Linked DNA regions of Mus musculus: regions 1, 3, 4, 5 and 6 are each linked to region 2. Evidence: chromatin contacts called from public Hi-C, HiChIP or PLAC-seq and promoter capture Hi-C data. All regions are on one chromosome and are shown on one strand. The core of a region is the stretch at or near the end of the contact, and the rest is flanking DNA. Distances in the headings are between cores, read along the strand shown.

The links. Promoter capture Hi-C pulls out the DNA fragments that hold promoters and counts their contacts. Hi-C and Micro-C count contacts between places; a contact is called where the count stands out from the background. HiChIP or PLAC-seq counts read pairs in DNA pulled down with a chosen protein or histone mark.
Region 1: a Hi-C map of CD4 T cells shows a contact between it and region 2, with 2.6 times the contacts expected there. The contact joins the promoter of Mtfr1l here to the enhancer-like site in region 2. A contact is called at or near these places in 2 of 39 promoter capture datasets (the C10 cell line and liver), 3 of 484 Hi-C or Micro-C datasets (CD4 T cells, CD8 T cells and embryonic stem cells) and 1 of 9 other capture datasets (embryonic stem cells).
Region 3: a contact with region 2 is called in an H3K4me3 HiChIP or PLAC-seq map of bone marrow-derived macrophages, with 8 times the contacts expected there. The contact joins two enhancer-like sites. A contact is called at or near these places in 15 of 39 promoter capture datasets (the 3T3-L1 cell line, 3T3-L1-derived adipocytes, the C10 cell line and 10 more), 94 of 484 Hi-C or Micro-C datasets (the 3T3-L1 cell line, the 63-12 cell line, the AML12 cell line and 61 more), 30 of 115 datasets of contacts at active chromatin or transcription factors (the 230-238 cell line, CD8 T cells, the HPC-7 cell line and 24 more) and 4 of 9 other capture datasets (adipose tissue, embryonic stem cells, liver and 1 more).
Region 4: a promoter capture Hi-C map of the HPC-7 cell line shows a contact between it and region 2. The contact joins the promoter of Clic4 here to the enhancer-like site in region 2. A contact is called at or near these places in 11 of 39 promoter capture datasets (the 3T3-L1 cell line, 3T3-L1-derived adipocytes, the C10 cell line and 7 more), 1 of 15 datasets of contacts at CTCF or cohesin (the NIH/3T3 cell line), 10 of 484 Hi-C or Micro-C datasets (CD4 T cells, Sertoli cells, Th1 cells and 7 more), 33 of 115 datasets of contacts at active chromatin or transcription factors (the 230-238 cell line, the NIH/3T3 cell line, the SCID.adh cell line and 25 more) and 2 of 9 other capture datasets (adipose tissue and pancreatic islet).
Region 5: a FOXA1 HiChIP or PLAC-seq map of pancreatic cancer cells shows a contact between it and region 2. The contact joins the promoter of Rcan3 here to the enhancer-like site in region 2. A contact is called at or near these places in 7 of 39 promoter capture datasets (the 3T3-L1 cell line, the C10 cell line, embryonic stem cells and 4 more), 2 of 484 Hi-C or Micro-C datasets (the HPC-7 cell line and cortical neurons), 9 of 115 datasets of contacts at active chromatin or transcription factors (DN3 thymocytes, the SCID.adh cell line, T-cell acute lymphoblastic leukemia and 6 more) and 3 of 9 other capture datasets (liver, macrophages and pancreatic islet).
Region 6: a contact with region 2 is called in a FOXA1 HiChIP or PLAC-seq map of pancreatic cancer cells. The contact joins two enhancer-like sites. A contact is called at or near these places in 1 of 15 datasets of contacts at CTCF or cohesin (the NIH/3T3 cell line) and 16 of 115 datasets of contacts at active chromatin or transcription factors (the NIH/3T3 cell line, bone marrow-derived macrophages, embryonic basal ganglia and 9 more).

What each region holds. Positions count from the first base shown.
Region 1 is chr4:134,534,005-134,536,704 of GRCm38.p6, forward strand. It overlaps Mtfr1l (mitochondrial fission regulator 1-like), which reads right to left and starts at 1,383. Exons shown (of 7, transcript NM_029759.4): 1 at 1,246-1,383.
Region 2 is chr4:134,949,415-134,952,114 of GRCm38.p6, forward strand. No RefSeq gene overlaps it. Among named protein-coding and RNA genes, the nearest start is that of Syf2, 20 kb to the left of the region's middle. Within about 2 kb of position 1,372, at least 78 of the 459 cell types and tissues checked have an H3K27ac peak or open chromatin away from gene starts, as enhancers often do. A contact at or near this core is called in DN3 thymocytes, the HPC-7 cell line, Sertoli cells and 11 more, where this site is marked.
Region 3 is chr4:135,334,276-135,336,975 of GRCm38.p6, forward strand. All of the region lies in intron 9 of Srrm1 (serine/arginine repetitive matrix 1), which reads right to left. Among named protein-coding and RNA genes, the nearest start is that of Srrm1, 18 kb to the right of the region's middle. Within about 2 kb of position 1,261, at least 21 of the 459 cell types and tissues checked have an H3K27ac peak or open chromatin away from gene starts, as enhancers often do.
Region 4 is chr4:135,271,334-135,274,033 of GRCm38.p6, forward strand. Clic4 (chloride intracellular channel 4 (mitochondrial)) reads right to left here and starts at 1,427. Exons shown (of 6, transcript NM_013885.2): 1 at 1,185-1,427. The coding sequence starts at 1,256.
Region 5 is chr4:135,432,391-135,435,090 of GRCm38.p6, forward strand. Rcan3 (regulator of calcineurin 3) reads right to left here and starts at 1,415. Exons shown (of 5, transcript NM_022980.4): 1 at 1,222-1,415.
Region 6 is chr4:135,246,385-135,249,084 of GRCm38.p6, forward strand. The region is part of intron 1 of Clic4 (chloride intracellular channel 4 (mitochondrial)); the gene reads right to left. Among named protein-coding and RNA genes, the nearest start is that of Clic4, 25 kb to the right of the region's middle. Within about 2 kb of position 1,432, at least 75 of the 459 cell types and tissues checked have an H3K27ac peak or open chromatin away from gene starts, as enhancers often do. A contact at or near this core is called in bone marrow-derived macrophages and pancreatic cancer cells, where this site is marked.

The sequences.
Region 1 (2,700 bases), core at 133-2,632, 420 kb before region 2:
TGCTACTCCTGCCATTACGCCCTCTCCTGTCCTGCTTCATCTCCAAAGACTCCAACCGAATCTAAACCTCGGGTTTAACAAGCTGCCGGTTCTATTACTCTGGTGTTTAAATCTTTCAACTCTCTTCTAGACTCCACAGTCCTGCCAGCAGGATATACCCCATCTTCCAGCTCTCTTAAGACCAAGCTCTAATACAGTTTGGCAAGTACACGATCTGCGACCATACTCACTCCCTAGTCTTCTGCTGGGGCCATGCTACTACCGGGCTACCAGCTCCCAACACACCTATCTGTGCCCCAGTCTATACCACTGCCTCTGTGGGACCCAACTTATCCAGCTTATCTCAGTCCCTCAGCACCCAGCTCATCCATCACTCTGTCCCTGGCAGCCTGGGGTTCGCAGTTCACTCCGTGGCAGCCTGGATCGCCTTCCGAGGGTGCTCAAAACAGAAATGGAAGTAACCGAACGGCCCATATCCCGGCCTCCGGCAGCCGCTGTAAGCACTTGGCTTGCTTTTAAGAAACCGCTGTAGGCGACACTAACTTGGCTTCGAGGCCCCGCCCCCCGCGTGCCCGCTAGACGCTCTAGCCGGTTCCGCAGCCCCGGCTCTCCCTCCGCACATCGGCGCTGCCGCAGCTCCTTCTGCGCTGGCCGTGCCCGCGTCTTCCCGTGCGGCCACTCTCGGCAGACCCTCTCTGCTCCGAGAGCGCCTCGACCCGGCAGGTCCTGGGCCAGGGAGAAACTTTAGCCCAGCGGTGCCCGGCGGACACCCGGGCAGAGCGCGCGAGGGTCTCACGAGGCGCCGGTGGCCAGCAAGATGCAGCCCCCTGCGCCCTCAACGACGGGTCCCCACCCCCGCGACGGCGACCCGGCCCGGGCCAAGGTCGGCCAAGTTCCTACCGCGCGTCCAGCGGCCCTTGGACCCGCGGGCCGGGCCGGGCCGCTCAGTAGCCTCCAGGCCGGCGTAGGTCCCAGATACGCCGCGCGGCCCGGGGCGTACCGCGCTCCAACGGCTGGGGCGACCCCAACCGCTGGGTGACACGGCCAGCAACTACGCCTGGGGACCAGTGCCCTCACCGAGGGGGGCAGACAGCGGCGACTCCCGCGAGAACTTGCACGGGAACAGGGAACGCGTGCTCCCCTGCGCCGGGACGGAGACGCCGGCGACGGCCCAGGGCGCTCACCGAGCCCGTCTCCTGTGGGACCCCGCATCGGGCTTAGCCCGGACTCCAGCGCCACACTCACCTCAGCCCCTCCTACCCCAGCGGGCGGCCCGGCCTCGAAGTCCCTCACTTCCGCTGACCCGCCTCCGGAAGCAATCATTTGCAGCTGCGCGGCGAGCACCACGCCCAGGAGAGGCGGGCCTAGAGAGGGGCCCGGAATGGACGCGGGCTCTGAGTGGACGGCAGACCGGCCAGGAGGCCACACCCCTCCCCGGGCCACGCCCTCACCCCTCCGGGGGAGGGCACGAAGTCTGTGCGCGCATCCCGCTGGAGTTTTCCTCCCAAGTTTAGTTGCTGCCGTAGGAGTTGCTTCCCGTGTTTAGTGTCAACAAACTTCTGGGAAGCGGTAGTCTGCCAGTGTTGCTGCTCAGCACTGGAAATAGTCCATACTCCTGCTGCAGATCTCCGAATCCTCTCATCTTGGCATTTCAGCCTTTCCTATCTAGTCTGGACCCTCGTCCCATTTCATGCTCCCCCAGATACATCCCCCAGCAAAAATGGCTGCTTTCGCCTTTCAGGCATGCCCTCCAGTGCTTCGGAATAGCTGTCTTCTATTTTAAAGTTCTCTGTCTCACACACGCTCATACACGTACACACGTGTGCAGCATAGTTCAGTCTGTTAATGAGATGGGTGGATTGATGGCACTCGGAGACACCAAAGCTCTCAAGGTCGCTCTTTCTACCGGTCTCCATGGCATCCAGTTAATGGGCATACACTTTCTTCTCTGCACGTGGCTTTGCCTGACTCACCAGTTCTCCCAAAGCCTATAATCCCCACCTGCCAGGGACAAATCTTTTGGATTCGTGGGTGGACAGCTTTGTGCAGTCACAATGGGCATTATGCCCAGACCTGCCTTACTACACCCATACATGCTTTATTTCTCTATTGTTGTCCTCTGGAAATTACAGTTATATGTTGCTGAAGAACGGGTACTCTTTGGGAAACGTGTCCTTAGGTGACTGAGTTACACAAACATTATAGAGTGAGTACGTACACACACCTACAGAATATACTACATCCTAGGTGAATTGGTAAAGCCTATTGCTCCAGGCTACAAAAACCTGCACAGTTGCAACTGTGCTAAATCCCAGGGAAGTTGTATCACAATTGTAGACATTTACTTCTAAACACCGGTAGGGCACATGCCAAGATAGATAGCTGGAATTTCTCAGCTCCTTTTTGATTGTTGGGTATCACTGTCAGATAGTCTATCAGCGACAAAGCCACTGATAGAACCTAGTGGGGAAACCCCCACTCAATTCCCGATTCGGTGTGCACCCAAAAAATCACGAAGGACCATCTTGATGGAATTAAATGAGGTCGTTTAATTACGGAGCTCCGGACCGACATGCATCCCACACAGGAGATAACGGATGTCGGCCACGAGGCTGGAAAGCTAGGGGTTTTTATGGGGTAAGGGGCTTAGGGGTGTGGAATTCAGCATAGCAACACACTATTGGCTTATTCAAACATCAG
Region 2 (2,700 bases), core at 122-2,621:
GGTGTGAGGACAACTTGTGGGAACTTTCCTTCCATCATGTGAGTTGTGAGGGTGGGTCTCCGGCTGATCTTGGACTGAGCCAAGCCAGGCAGTCAGAGCCCTGTCTACCCGCAGGCTCCTTCCACCTTGAAGGTCTAATTGTGCTAGCTTGGTTTTTCTTTTCTAGGCTGGCCGCTGGGCTTTGCAGTCTTATTTAAGTTCTGATATTATTATCCTTCCTAGTAGGACCCTAATTAATTAATCATATAGAATCGGTTCCCCATTTAGCCCATTAAGTTATATGAGAGGAGCCAGAAGCTTCTATAAGGTGTGGCAGTGGCCGGCTGTGGGCATGGACCAACCATCTCTGAGACATGGGGCATAGGGGTCAAAGGTGAGAGGTCTGTCTTTAGAATTGGGGTACCTGCAATTTGTCCTGATGGGGCTATGTGAAGGAAATTAGATAAAAAATGAGACGAAGTTCAGGTTTTAGTTTTTAGCCTTGGCTGCCTTAGGTCTGGGCTCTTGAGTCTACCCTGAGGATGGCTTTGGCTGGGAAAAGTCTCTCAGTGCCACCAACAGACATCTTATTCCTGGTGTTTGGGGAGTGTTGATGGGTGAATCCACAGAAGACCCCTTAGGAAAGAACCTGTGGGCAACCAGGAAGCAGACTCCCCCCAGCCCCTCGCTCCGCTGCTCACAGGTGGAAAGTGTAGGCAATTAGACCCCTTCAAGGGGCAGAAAGTGCTTGGTCACGTGATCTTCAGGGAGGAGGAAGCCCCCGTACTCAGAGGATGCACGCTTTGCACAGTGTATTTATTTATTAAAGATTTATTTATTTATTATATCTAAGTACAATGTAGCTGTCTTCAGATGCACCAGAAGAGGGCGTCAGATCTCATTATGGATGGTTGTGAGTCACCATGTGGTTGCTGGGACTTGAACTCAGGACCTCTGGAAGAGCAGTTAGTGCTCTTACCCGCTGAGCCATCTCTCCAGCCCTGACTTGGGCAATTTCTTACTGAATTAACTGGTCTCTTCATGGGCTCCTGAGAACCTGTCCCCAGTGAGGGACCTCCAGAGGAAAGGGCTGGGGAGTAGCCACAGTGTCTGCTGGCTGGGCAGGTCTGTGGGACCCTGCGCACAGTGGGACTGGGATTTGGAGCTGAGACTCAAGGGCTAATCCCTGGGCACACATCTTATTGTCCCTGAACTGAGGCTCTTTACAGAGGTCTCAGTGCCACCATCTGCTACTCTGAACTCCCTGAGCCCGCCAGAGCTCGGTTACCACATGGTGTTTGCTTATTTGAGAGGCTTTTCTGCAGATGCCCTGGCCTGGATGGCTGGCTGGCCGCTGACAGTTATTTTTGTTCTGTGTGTATGCTGCCCCCCTTTGGCGCCTCTCTGTAGGACTTGGGGGGGGGGGAACACATTGAGAGCAGGCCAGGTCCTTGGAGGCTCAGACTGGAGCTGGCCCCTCACATTCATGCTGCCTGTCAGAGCTGTCTTCCAATGCCTGCCAGGTGGCCCCGTCCAGGAGCATGCCCAACAGCTGCAGAAAGCAGGCTGGGCCAGGCAGGTTCAGCCCACAGACGGAGGGAGGCAAATTGCTTCTGAAGGAAACACGGAAATAACTGGTAATGACTCCTGCCTGGCCTCTGCTGGCATCGCTCCCAATCTGGCGAAAGACTTCAGACGGATTTCTACTGTTCCGGATTTGGCCAATCCAGAAGAACCCTTTTATTTTAAAAATTTATTGATTGATTGATTTTTAGATCCTACATAAATATATTTTCCTTCAGGTTGGTACCTTTGTATAATTAGGACTCATTTAACCTCACTCTTTTAAAAATTTGTTTATTTTTATTTTATGTGACTCATGTGTGCTGTTTTTAAAATGAATGTATGCATGTGTATCATGTATGCACGTGGTGTCCTTGGAGGTCAGAAGATGTTGGGTGTCTGACCCCTGACACTAAAATTATGGGTGGTGGTGAACCACTATAGGGGTACAGGGAACTCAACCTAGGGCCTCCGCAAGAACAGGGCCCTTAACCACTGGGCCATTTCTTTGGCTTCTTGTTGCCTTCTCTTTAAAGTCAGGGGACTTTGAAGGTGGCCTCCTTTGCTGTCTCAGAGTCTTGTATTAGAGAGGGAGTGAGAACTGGTGATGAGAGCAGGTGGAGCACAGCCACAGTGCTCCTGGTGATGGGGGCAGGTGGAGCACAGCCACAGTGCTCCTGGTGATGGGGGCAGGTGGAGCACAGCCACAGTGTTCCTGGTGATGAGGGCAGGTGGAGCACAGCCACAGTGCTCCTGGTGAGGGGAGCAGGTGGAACACAGCCACAGTGCTCCTGGTGTGGGGAGCAGGTGGAGCACAGCCACAGTGCTCCTGGTGAGGGGAGCAGGTGGAGCACAGCCACAGTGCTCCTGGTGAGGGGAGCAGGTGGAGCACAGCCACAGTGCTCCTGGTGAGGGGAGCAGGTGGAGCACAGCCACAGTGCTCCTGGTGTGGGGAGCAGGTGGAGCACAGCCACAGTGCTCCTGGTGAGGGGAGCAGGTGGAGCACAGCCACAGTGCTCCTGGTGTGGGGAGCAGGTGGAGCACAGCCACAGTGCTCCTGGTGAGGGGAGCAGGTGGAGCACAGCCACAGTGCTCCTGGTGTGGGGAGCAGGTGGAGCACAGCCACAGTGCTCCTGGTGAGGGGAGCAGGTGGAGCAC
Region 3 (2,700 bases), core at 11-2,510, 380 kb after region 2:
ACTAGTAAACTTTGATAAACTATTTGATTAGAAAACAGTTATTATTATTTCATACTATAAATTCTATCATAGACTACCACGATGATCCCCAAGAACTGGATCTAGCACTGAGGAACCTACTGCATAACCTCACAGCAAGCCCTGCATCCCTGAGCTCATTCTTGCAGTTAATGACTCCATCTGCTGAAGTTACCTGGACAAACTACTGAACTGGGCAGAGAATGCCTAACACCTGAAGTCCCAGAGATCATAAAGTAAGGGGCTGGAGTGACTCAGTGGTCACGAGCACTGCTGCTCTGACAGAGGATTTAATTTGGTTTGCAGCACCTGCCTGAGGAGCTCATAGAGCCACCTGCAACTTCAGCTCGAGGTGAGTCCTCTTCTGGCCTATACACACCTGCACAGCGTGTATATGCCTACCACTGAACACAAGTCATTTTAAAAATCCCAACACAAAGCCGGGCGTGGTGGCGTACGCCTTTAATCCCAGCACTGGGGAAGCAGAGGTAGGCGGATTTCTGAGTTCAAGGCCAGCCTGGTCTACAAAGTGAGTTCCAGGACAGCCAGGGCTACACAGAGACACCCTGTCTCGAAAAACCAAAAAAAAACCAAAAAAAAAAATCCCAACACATAGGAGGCTAAAACAGGACTGCCTGTCTCGATTACATAAAAAGACTTTTATAGAACTAAAATCAAAACCAAACAAACAAAAGGCTCACGTGCACACACACAATCTAAGAGGCCCAAAGTGGCTTGATTTTAAGAAGAAAATGAAGTGGTTATCCCTACAAGATAATTGGTGTATATCTACAGAATAAATAAAATAACTAAACTACAACATCGCTTTTATTTATCTTGAGAGAAGATCTGGCCTCAAACTGGCTATGTAATACTGGAATTAAGAACTACACCCTTGCCAGGCGTGGTGGCACAGGCCTTTAATCCCAGCACTTGGGAGGCAGAGGCAGGCGGATTTCTGAGTTCGAGGCCAGCCTGGTCTACAGAGTGAGTTCCAGGACAGCCAGGGCTACACAGAGAAACCCTGTCTCAAAAAAAAAAAAAAAAAGAACTACACCCTTAGCTGGGCAGTGGTGGAGCACAACTTTATAATCCCAGGACTTAGGATGCAGAGGCAGAGGGATCTCTAAAACCAGCCTAATCCACAACAGAGTCCCAACACAGCCAGGGCTACAGAGAAACTGTTCAGGGGCTAGGGGTGAGGCGTGCCATCACATGGAGCCAACATTATGTATTCTGTTAAACAGAGTGAATAAACACATGGGAGGGTCACCGTGACTTAGTGTCTCATTAAGTCTTTGACACTATTATAGCATACACTTTATCCTTCCACTCAAGAAAAAGCATTATAGTAAGTAACATCTGTTTCTTTATTTTTCTAAATGACATTTTTTCCCTTTACTTACTGTTATGTTAATAGCGTTTTTAATAATTCAAAGAACAAATTGTCCTCGTTGGAAATTCAAGAGACCAATTCTAAAACCGGAACTTTAAAGCACTTCAAGAGTCCTATTAATTATTAACCTCAGATTGCCCAAAAGATAACCTGTGAAGTTAAGTTACTATATAACCAGAAATAGGAGAATACATGATGCACCCACAGAGCACAACCCCGCTGACTTAAAAGGACAGGCTGTAGCAGGACACTCGACTCAGGACAAGTCCATGCAGCGCCCAGATCAGGAGCAATTCAAGTCCCTCCAAGGCCCCTCAGACGGGTCTGTAAACTGTACTCAATGACTGACTTCCAAATTCCCCCTCTTTTCTTTCCTTACTCTTAGATCATTAGCACATTATCAACAATAGATCCTAAGATGGCCAATTAACAACTGGTATATATAGGAAACACAACCAGGAACTCTATTACATCACAGCAGTACCACAATCCTATGTATCCAGAGACTCCAACATAGCATTTCTGATCACAGTACCTAGTAGAGAAGCCAAAGAACTTCTTCATTCCACCCTTCACCTTCCTCCCTAGTCGTCGGAGGTAGCAATTTGGCAAGTCTCACTGTGTAACTGGGAAGGGACGCTTTAAACTCTTTAACTAACTAACCTTGACTAAGTCACTCAACCAAAGAACCTGACAACTGGTAAGGTCTTTTCTAACTCTCAAATTTCAACACTAAGGTCATTTCCACATAGCTCAAACCAATCTTAAGCTTCAATGGACATAAAACAGACTATAAACTGCCCACAGTTCAACTGTCTGGCTAAAGCAGTGGTCCCCAAGTGCACAAGAATACACAACAGGTCTCTGTTCCCCACAACGGCCGTCTCTGGAATGCAGTTATCTATCTATCTTGTACACATGTGTACAAGGTGTGTGTCAGAGCAGGAGCCTGGCACCTGTGCAGATGAATAAAAAGGTAACTAAAAGTTCCAACTGTGGCCTATTCAACAGTTAACTCCTTCTGCCTAGGTAATATAATCTAAATGAAAAATGTATTTCTCTAAAATAATTGTGAGAACTCCAAAAAGCTTTCTAGCTCTAAACCCTTGTAAAGTCCACAGGGAAAGACAAGTAAGCTGGAACAGTGAGCATTAGATTAAGACACTCACTCAGGGTGAGGGACTCAGAGAGGCTGAAATGTGCTCATCTTTATACAAAGTTTATACAACGCAGGCTAAAAACGAGCTGTCTTAAACCTCACACATTTGGTTACTGAATGCACTTGA
Region 4 (2,700 bases), core at 177-2,676, 320 kb after region 2:
TGGACTTCTAGTGTTGCCAGTTTCGACCTAAGCCTGGATATTTAGTGGCTAACAGAACGAACGTCAGGGTTTCCAAGGAGGCTCAGTAAAGCAGGGGACCCAGATGTTTGTTGCGTTAACTTTTCCCTCCTTCGCTACGCCCCAAAAGGGAGAGGCGCGGAGAGCAGTCAGAGAAGCGTTTCTAGGCGAAGAAGGCAGCTCCAGGGTTTACAAACTGAGGAGGGCGAGAGGAATGAACCTTTTTAAGCCCGAGAGAGCGGAGAATTCAGGTTTTCTTTCAAACCAAACGGGCTTGCCTGCCGAGGTGGCAACAGCAAACGAAAGCGGCCAAAAGGTTGCATCATGTGAAAACAGGCGCGCTAGAGAAACAAGAAAACCAGATGGTGGTAAAACACCGGACAGGAAAACCCAAGTCGGGAATCTCTGTATTTTCCGGAAGCCTTGGGGCATCCACCCTTCTTTTCGCTTTTTCTTTTCTTTTCCTTTTTTTTTTTTTTTCTTCTTCTTTGCAGTTAGTTGCCTGGGTTTTGGGTGTGTGTCCGGAGGCTCACATTTGTAACCCAGGCTGGCCTCGAACTCGAGGGACTCCTCAAGCCTCTACTGCTGGGTCATAGCCGAGTCACCACGCCCGCATTAAAAAAATTCTCCCCTCCCCCATGCGGGAGGAGGGCTGGGATGAGGGTCCCTCCTATCCCAGGCTTGCCCTGGGTTTACTAAGCAGCCAAGGCTGGCTCTGAACTCGGGATCTTCCCTAGACCACTTTTCCCAACTGCTGGGTTTACGGCTCCCGGGTCCCTCCTCCCCTTTACTTTATTTAACATTGTATCAAAGTTAAAGTTTCAGTTTCACCCGGGCCAGGCGCTAGCGTTCCAGTAAGTTGGGTGAGCTATCAGCCCCGCGGCCCGAGGCTGGGGCTCGCGGCGGGGTGGGGTCGGACACGGCGAGGAGGGTGACAGTACCCACGCGGCGCAGCTGAGGCGCGTCCCGCCCTGCGGAGTCGCCTCCCTGTCGCCGCGCCCGCAGGGTCCGCCAAGGTCCCGCTGCGAGGCGGGAAGGCGCGGAGCCCAGACAATGGGAATGAGCGCGGGAGGTACGGCGCCGCCTCGGGCTGCGGGGATGCCGCGTGGGGGCGCTTCGGGGTGCGGGGACGTCAGCCCGCGTCGCTCGGGACGGTGAGCGCTCACCTTGACGAAGAGCTCGATGAGGGGCTCTTTGTCCTCCTCCTTCAGCCCGTTCAGGGGCATCGACAGCGCCATGGCCGGTTGGGCTGGGCTCCGCGGACGGCGGCTGCGGCTGTGGCTCCGGGGCTGCTGTGGCTGCGGGTTCCCGCCGCTCGCTCACTCGCTGGCTTGCTCGTTCGCTGGACAGTCCCGGCGTCTGGCTGCCCGTGGCCTCAGATCCTCAGCACCGCCTCACGCCTCGCGCGCGACTCTGAGGGGGTTGCGGTCCCGGCCGCTTCAAACCGCTGGGCGGAGCCCTATGGGCGGGGCGTGGGCGGAGCAGTGGCCAGGATCCTGCAGGGGTGGGGGGGAAATGGGCGGGCCACAGCTGGGGGCGTGGCCTCAGGCGAGGAAGACAGCGGAGCGCTCTAGCTTCCACGGACCGACCACTAGGGAGCCTGGAGGGCGCTGGGGGCGCGGCCTAGGCTGGGCAGCGCGGATTGGCCGGGAGGTCCCCCCGAAGCCACGCCCCTCAGGGGGTGGGCGGGGAAGGTCCCTGGAGCCGGAGCCTGACACCGCCTCTCTCCGCGGCGCAGCTGCTGCTGGTTGGGTGCCAAGTGACCTCATGCGGCGGCCCGCCTCGCGCCCTCTCCCCCGCTGCAGCCGCAGGGACTCATCGTCCCCTCCGGTTCCCGGGGCGGCGGCCTCCTCGGCTACTTCTGTTAGGCGCGGCCGCCTTTTCCTGGAAAACTTTTGCGAAAGTTTTCATGTCCTTAAGAACTTTTTAATCCTTCTGACCGCGGATCTCCTTTCGTGATCCTTCTCTATTTGAAATCAAGATACTCAAAAGTTCTTGTAAAGTCGTCCTGTGTCCCGGGCTCTGAATTAGGCCAAAACGGTGGGACAGCGTCCCGCTCCAGCACAACCCCAGTGCTTGAGGCAGCGCCTGACTCTGAAAACGTTATCCGTGCTGTTTTGCCCCACCTGGACCGATTCCTGTCTTCCGTTCACCTGGAGAAGTTTAATGAGTCACCTGAGTGCCACTCAGCGCGCAGGGGCGAGTACTTTACACCCTGAGGACAGGGGCCTGAGACACGCGGTCTACTGCGGAATTGCCGTCAGTGAATGTCACCTTTGGGAAATTTGCCTTCTGGTTTTCCTTAATCTGCTCATTCTGTGGTACCTCCCAGGCTAGGGTGATGAGTGAGTTGATTAGAAAGGCTAAATTGGGGGATGGAAGCGGGGTGTCATGGTTATCTCACATCCTCTGTGCCTAGTGTGGATCAGAGTGCTTCAACAAATTGGAATGATGTGTAAAAATGCAGTGCAACCTGCAACTACTTTATCCTCACTCAACCCCATCTCCAAGTTGCTAGATTCTGTGAGAAGGATGCTGTGCCCCAGCAATTAGATCCATCAATGCTCCGGAGTAAGGCTGTTTTAAGTTCACAGTTTGGCAGTGGCCTTAAACACCCTAAACCTCGGCCTGATTTGGTGACATATACGTGGCTCTCAGGTGATGGCTCAGGCAGGAGGGCTG
Region 5 (2,700 bases), core at 165-2,664, 480 kb after region 2:
TCACCTGGAACTGAAGTTACATACGGGTGCTAGGACTCAGAGCCCAGTTCTGTGCAAGAGCAGTAGGTGCTCTTAACAGTGGACATCCCCCGCCCCCGGCACACTATTTTGTTAACATATATTTATTGAATGTTTATATGTGTGTTTGACTGTGGCCTCAGCAACACTCAGGTATTAGTCAAAGGACAACTTGCAAAAGCTGATTCTCTCCTCCTGCCATGTTGATCCCCGGGATCCGGGAACTCCAACTGTCAGGCTTTGCAGTAAGTGTGTCTGTCTGTACCAGCTGAGCCATCTCATAGGACTACATATTGATATATTGGACTAGAGGTAATGGCATTGTGTTAAGATAGGTTTTATTTTGTTTTGTTGGGCAGGACCGTATTATGTAGTCCAGACTAGTCTCCCACTTGCTAATATTATAAACGTGTGCCACACCCAGTTCTTAAAATAACATTTTAAAGTAATCACTAATCATAGCTACAGATGGTCAATTACTTCTCTGGCCAACTAGTAGATGAGAGACTTCTACGAAAAGTTCAAGTAAATGTATTGTCCTAGATAGCCTTCAATATTGGGACGCGAATATATATATATTTGGTTTTAAACCCTACAATAAAACATCACTCTACATAATCCTAGTTTGAATCTGAAACATGGACGTGAGCCGCTAGAATCTTAATCCCCAGAGGAGATGATGAGATTTCGCACGGAAGCTGGAACCCCACAACCTGGAAACAGACAGCTATTGAAGGGTTCAAGAGGAAGCGGACAAGTTTCCAGATGCCAGGGAAGCAGAGAAGCACGAGGATTCCTGCATCCTGGGGGAGGGGAGGAGAGAGGGGAGTGGGGCTTCCACCTGCTGCCAGGAGGGTTTTACTAGCCACACCTTCCCTGCCCTCCGGGAGGGGGGGGCCAGGTTGGGCCTGACATCTTTCAAAAAGTCGAACTGCGGGTGGAGAAATTGCTGGTGGAGGAGAAAGGACCTGGGGGCGAGGGTTGTTTTGCAGGACGTTACCCCGAAGCTGCTGGGGGAGATCCTGGGCATCAGGCGGTTGGTCCTTAGCAACGTCTAGGGGGTTCCTGGAGGATCTGGGCAGCTGCTGCTCTAGCTGAGGCTGCTTTAACTTTCAGGGATCCTGGGGATCCATCACCCAGAGCTGCTGCAAACCTGTTCCGAGCGGCCGCGACCCGGCCCCGCCCTGCGAAGGGGAGACTCACCTGTGCGCTCGAGGGGAGAGGCCCGAGGGGGGATGCCCACGAGCGCGGCCTGGGGCGGACAGACCCTCACCACCCGGAGCCACCACGCCCTCAACGCGGGCCGCAGCGGCCGCCTCAGCCGGCGACACGGGCGGTGACCTAGGGCTGAGCGAGGTTGCCAGCGTCGCGCGCGCTCCCGGGCCCGCGCGCCTCGCGCCCTCCCTGGGTTCCTCGCGCCCAGGGGGCGCGCTGCGCCGGCGCACAGACAGGAGGGCGGGGCTGACAGCTGGGTGGGCGGGAGTCGCCGAGTGGTGGGCGGGGCTCTGGGGGCGGGGGTGGGTTCTGCGCGCGCGCATTCGCCTGCTCCTCTTGGCTGGCTGGCACTGGCTTTGAGGGACTTGGGCCGGCACTCTTTTTTTTTTTTTTTCCCACCCCCCCTGGGCCGGCACTCTTAAGGCAGAGGCTTTCCTTGACCTCCAGAACGGGACTTTTGATGTCCCCTTGGTATCCGCCGCCCCCAAGAAACATTTTCTCTCTCTTTTTGCTGACCTCACGTGACAGTGACAGGAACAGCTAGCCGGGATACTAGGAACCTTCTCGGGGCGGGTTCCTGTGAGCTTAACCCGGGGTAGCCTTCTAGGAACCTGGCAGCCGGATGTGCCCGACCTCGCCCCGCAGCTCCCGTCGCCCAGTAGAGGCGATGGCGACGTGGCTGTGCTATGGGTGTCACCAGGTGTGTGACTGCGCGCGCCCCATCCCTCCCTCCATTGCACCCAGCACAGATGTACAATATTAATGATATTTGCGTTTGCCTTTCCACACAGTCTTGCTTATCTCCCTTGGAGATAATGGAACATTAATTATGTCTAGGTCAGGGTTTAGGCTAGTAGTAGCGCCGAGGCTGGCTGGCATTTTAATTTTAATTGCTGTTGCTGAGACCAGCCTGTCAGGGAGCTGTGCCCTCTTCCAGCTCACAAACTGGATGAACGGTACAGAGCTGGAGAACTCTCAGCTCCCGCTAGAAGGATTCTGCTCTGCTATCCAGGCCGTATGGCTCAGTTCTGAGGGTCCTTGCTCCCAACCCCGGACGCACGTGATGGAAGGAGAGAACTCCTGCAAGTGTTCTCTGACTTCCACACGGCTGCCCTTCTGAATAATAAACAAATAATAAATAGAAAATCAGCTTTTGTCATTTACGCAAGACCCTTCATAGGACAAATGAAACAAGGGGGTCAAAACTAAGGACACAGTGTTGTCACTCGGTGAGAGTCATGGGCACAAAATGCAGGGCATAGCATCCTCGTCAGAGTGACTCCCATAGTGTCCCCCACAGGATCACAGTGTTGTATCCCTTTTGCTTTAGGAAGTTTCTGCAGCTTTCCACCCTGAGGCTCCTGATTAAACTTGACTTAACACGTCAAGTTCTTCACTTTTTCATCAAAGAATTATGGAGAGTGACTTCTATACTCACATCAAGAAGCATAGAAATGTTTCCCCTTG
Region 6 (2,700 bases), core at 182-2,681, 300 kb after region 2:
AAAATACATGAGAATGAAGTAGGAATCCAGAATGGCTGTTGAAAAGCTCTGGAGACAGGGGATCTATTTGAGATGTATGTGAAAGCAGCAGTCTCAAATACCTGGGAACAAGGTCTTTAATGAAATAGATTTAAATGCAAATTACCAGATCCCTGCTCCAGGTCTGATTCAGGGCACCTGCTCCAAAGTTAAACTCTCCTTTGGACCCTGTTCTTTCAAGGCCAGTAACTGACAGCCAGTTGGTAAATAACAGCGTGTTCCCCTAACTCCCTAGTAAAATGCTTCTTGTTGGCTCAGATGATGCACGCCTTTCATCCCAGCTCCCAGGGAAGCAAAGGCAGGAGGAGCTCTCAGTCCCCACAGGGTCTACTTAGTCCAGGCTAGACAAGGCTACATAGTGAACTCCTTTAGGGAGGGAGGGAGGGAGGGAGGGAGGGAGGGAGGGAGAGACAGATATCCTATATCAAACTAGAGCATGCTCAAAATTAACTAATCCAAGCCAGCTTATAGTCTCATAAAGGCAACCAGACATTGAACTTCCTGAACAGTTGGGCCTGGTGGTACATGCCTTTTTCCAAGGGGATAGGGAAAGGATGCCACAAGCCACCTCAGCCCCGGTGCTTTGTGTTTTGGTGTAATGAGGTCACCATGGCTCTTCCTCTTGCTGGCAGTTCTTATGAAAACGGTACACCTGACAATGTCTGGCTTTAGTCTAAATCACTGGGAATTGAGGAAATTCAGGCTGCATAAAGCGCTTTTCCAGATTACTCTTTAATTTAAAAGGCAAACTGAAGTACAGCGCCTACTGTGCTCCCCTGTCTGGATACCCTTATCCCCAGTCACTACCACGGTCACCTGCAATCGAGCTTAGCGTGGTAACTAAAATGGGCGACTGTCCTCGTCAGCACGGCTACCCACAGTTACGCCTCGTCTTCACTGAGACAAAGTCTCAGGCATCTATTTCCTTGGTAAATGACTAAATTCTGATTCAGCTACCAAATGTGGCTAACTGTTCTATTTTTAAAGAAAAGGCTCCAGCCACACACACAAGTGTTTGTAAAGCTGGGCCTCCTCCCTTAGCCGACTTCCCTGCTGAGATCCTAAGGAGCCCCAGCAACACAACACCGCAGCCCTTCCATCCTGGGCTGTGCAGTCCACAACTAAGATCGGATTCTTCCCGTGGGATTTCATCGCTTCAAACACTGTACTGCTCGTTAGCTTTCTATTGATTATTTAACAAGCGACGCCTATGGGTTGCAAAGAGTGCGCTGGAGGCCATTAACACAGAAAAACTTACTACTTCTTCCCGACATATTTTAATTAAACATTTCAATTAAGGAGCTGGGGTGTGCTTCAGTTGGAGACTTCGTGCCTAGTCCTCAGCACAGCAAACACTGGACACAGCGTCACACACATGTTAACTCCAGACTTGGACGGTGAGATCAGAAGGGTCAGAAACTCAAGGTCACAGCTACACTGAGACATCAAAGCCAGCCTGGGTAACTTAGATTCAGATATAAGATATATTAATTTTCTCATATTCTCTCTCTCTCTCTCTCTCTCTCATTTTTCATTTATTGGACGTGATATTATAGCAGATCCGATAGCATCCTGAGGTTGAAATCAATACCAGTAGTCAGAGCAAAGAGACTCAGAAGGAAACAGCTGGTACCTGATGTGCCCCACACACGGAGACATTTTATCAATGTGTTTCCTTACCTGTTGAAGCCACACTGAACACAGAGTTTCTGTTATTCATGATCACATATTCATGATCACAAGTAGCTAAACCATTACACACACACACACATATACATATAGTCATTTACCTCTAGTTTAGACTGGCTAGAGGGGTGGGGGTTAGCTCAGTGGGTTTAGTTCAGCATTACCACTAAGAACAGAAGGATGAGTGACAAGGAACAAGAAAAGGAACACTCTTTGAATAGAGCAGTGCAGCCAGGGTGCTGTCCACCTACAGTTAGCTCTTTCCCACGGCTGCCATCTAGACTGCTCTAAGCTGTGAGTGAGCTGGTAGCATTTGCCCCCCAAGGTCTGAGGCCAGAACACCTGACAGAACACCGTGTGACTGACTGAAAGGCAGCTCCACTACCCCAGCAGCCTCCAACCGCTGCAGCAGGCGCAGAGCTAACAAAGGGGGAACGAACGGGCCCGATCTCCCGAATCTTTCAGTTTGTAGAAGAAACAGATAATATCAATATAAAACCACTAAGTGCTTAAGGGCAGCCAAATGCTCAGAGAAAAGACAGGGACCTGCTTCAGAGGCAATGCCCACAGACATCTCCTAGATCAAGGAAAATGAAGTTGCTAAGTAGGCTCAGTGAGCACAAGACTAAGCCACAAGACATCTGAAACCACATTAAAGGGCAGATTTTTATGCTCAAAGAAGAAACAATTCATTGGTTTGTTTGACAAATGTTTATCAAGAGCTTTCTTTTTTTGGTTTTTCTTTCCTTTTTTTTTTTTTTTTTTAAAGATTTATTTATTATATATACAGTGTTCTGCCTGCATGCGTGCCTGCAGACCAGAAGGTGGCACCAGATCCCATTACAGATGGTTGTGAGCCACCATGTGGTTGCTGGGAATTGAACTCAGGACCTCTGGAAGAGCAGACAGTGCTCTTAACCACTGAGCCATCTCTCCAGCCCCTCTTTTTGGTTTTTCAAGACAGGGTTTCTCTGT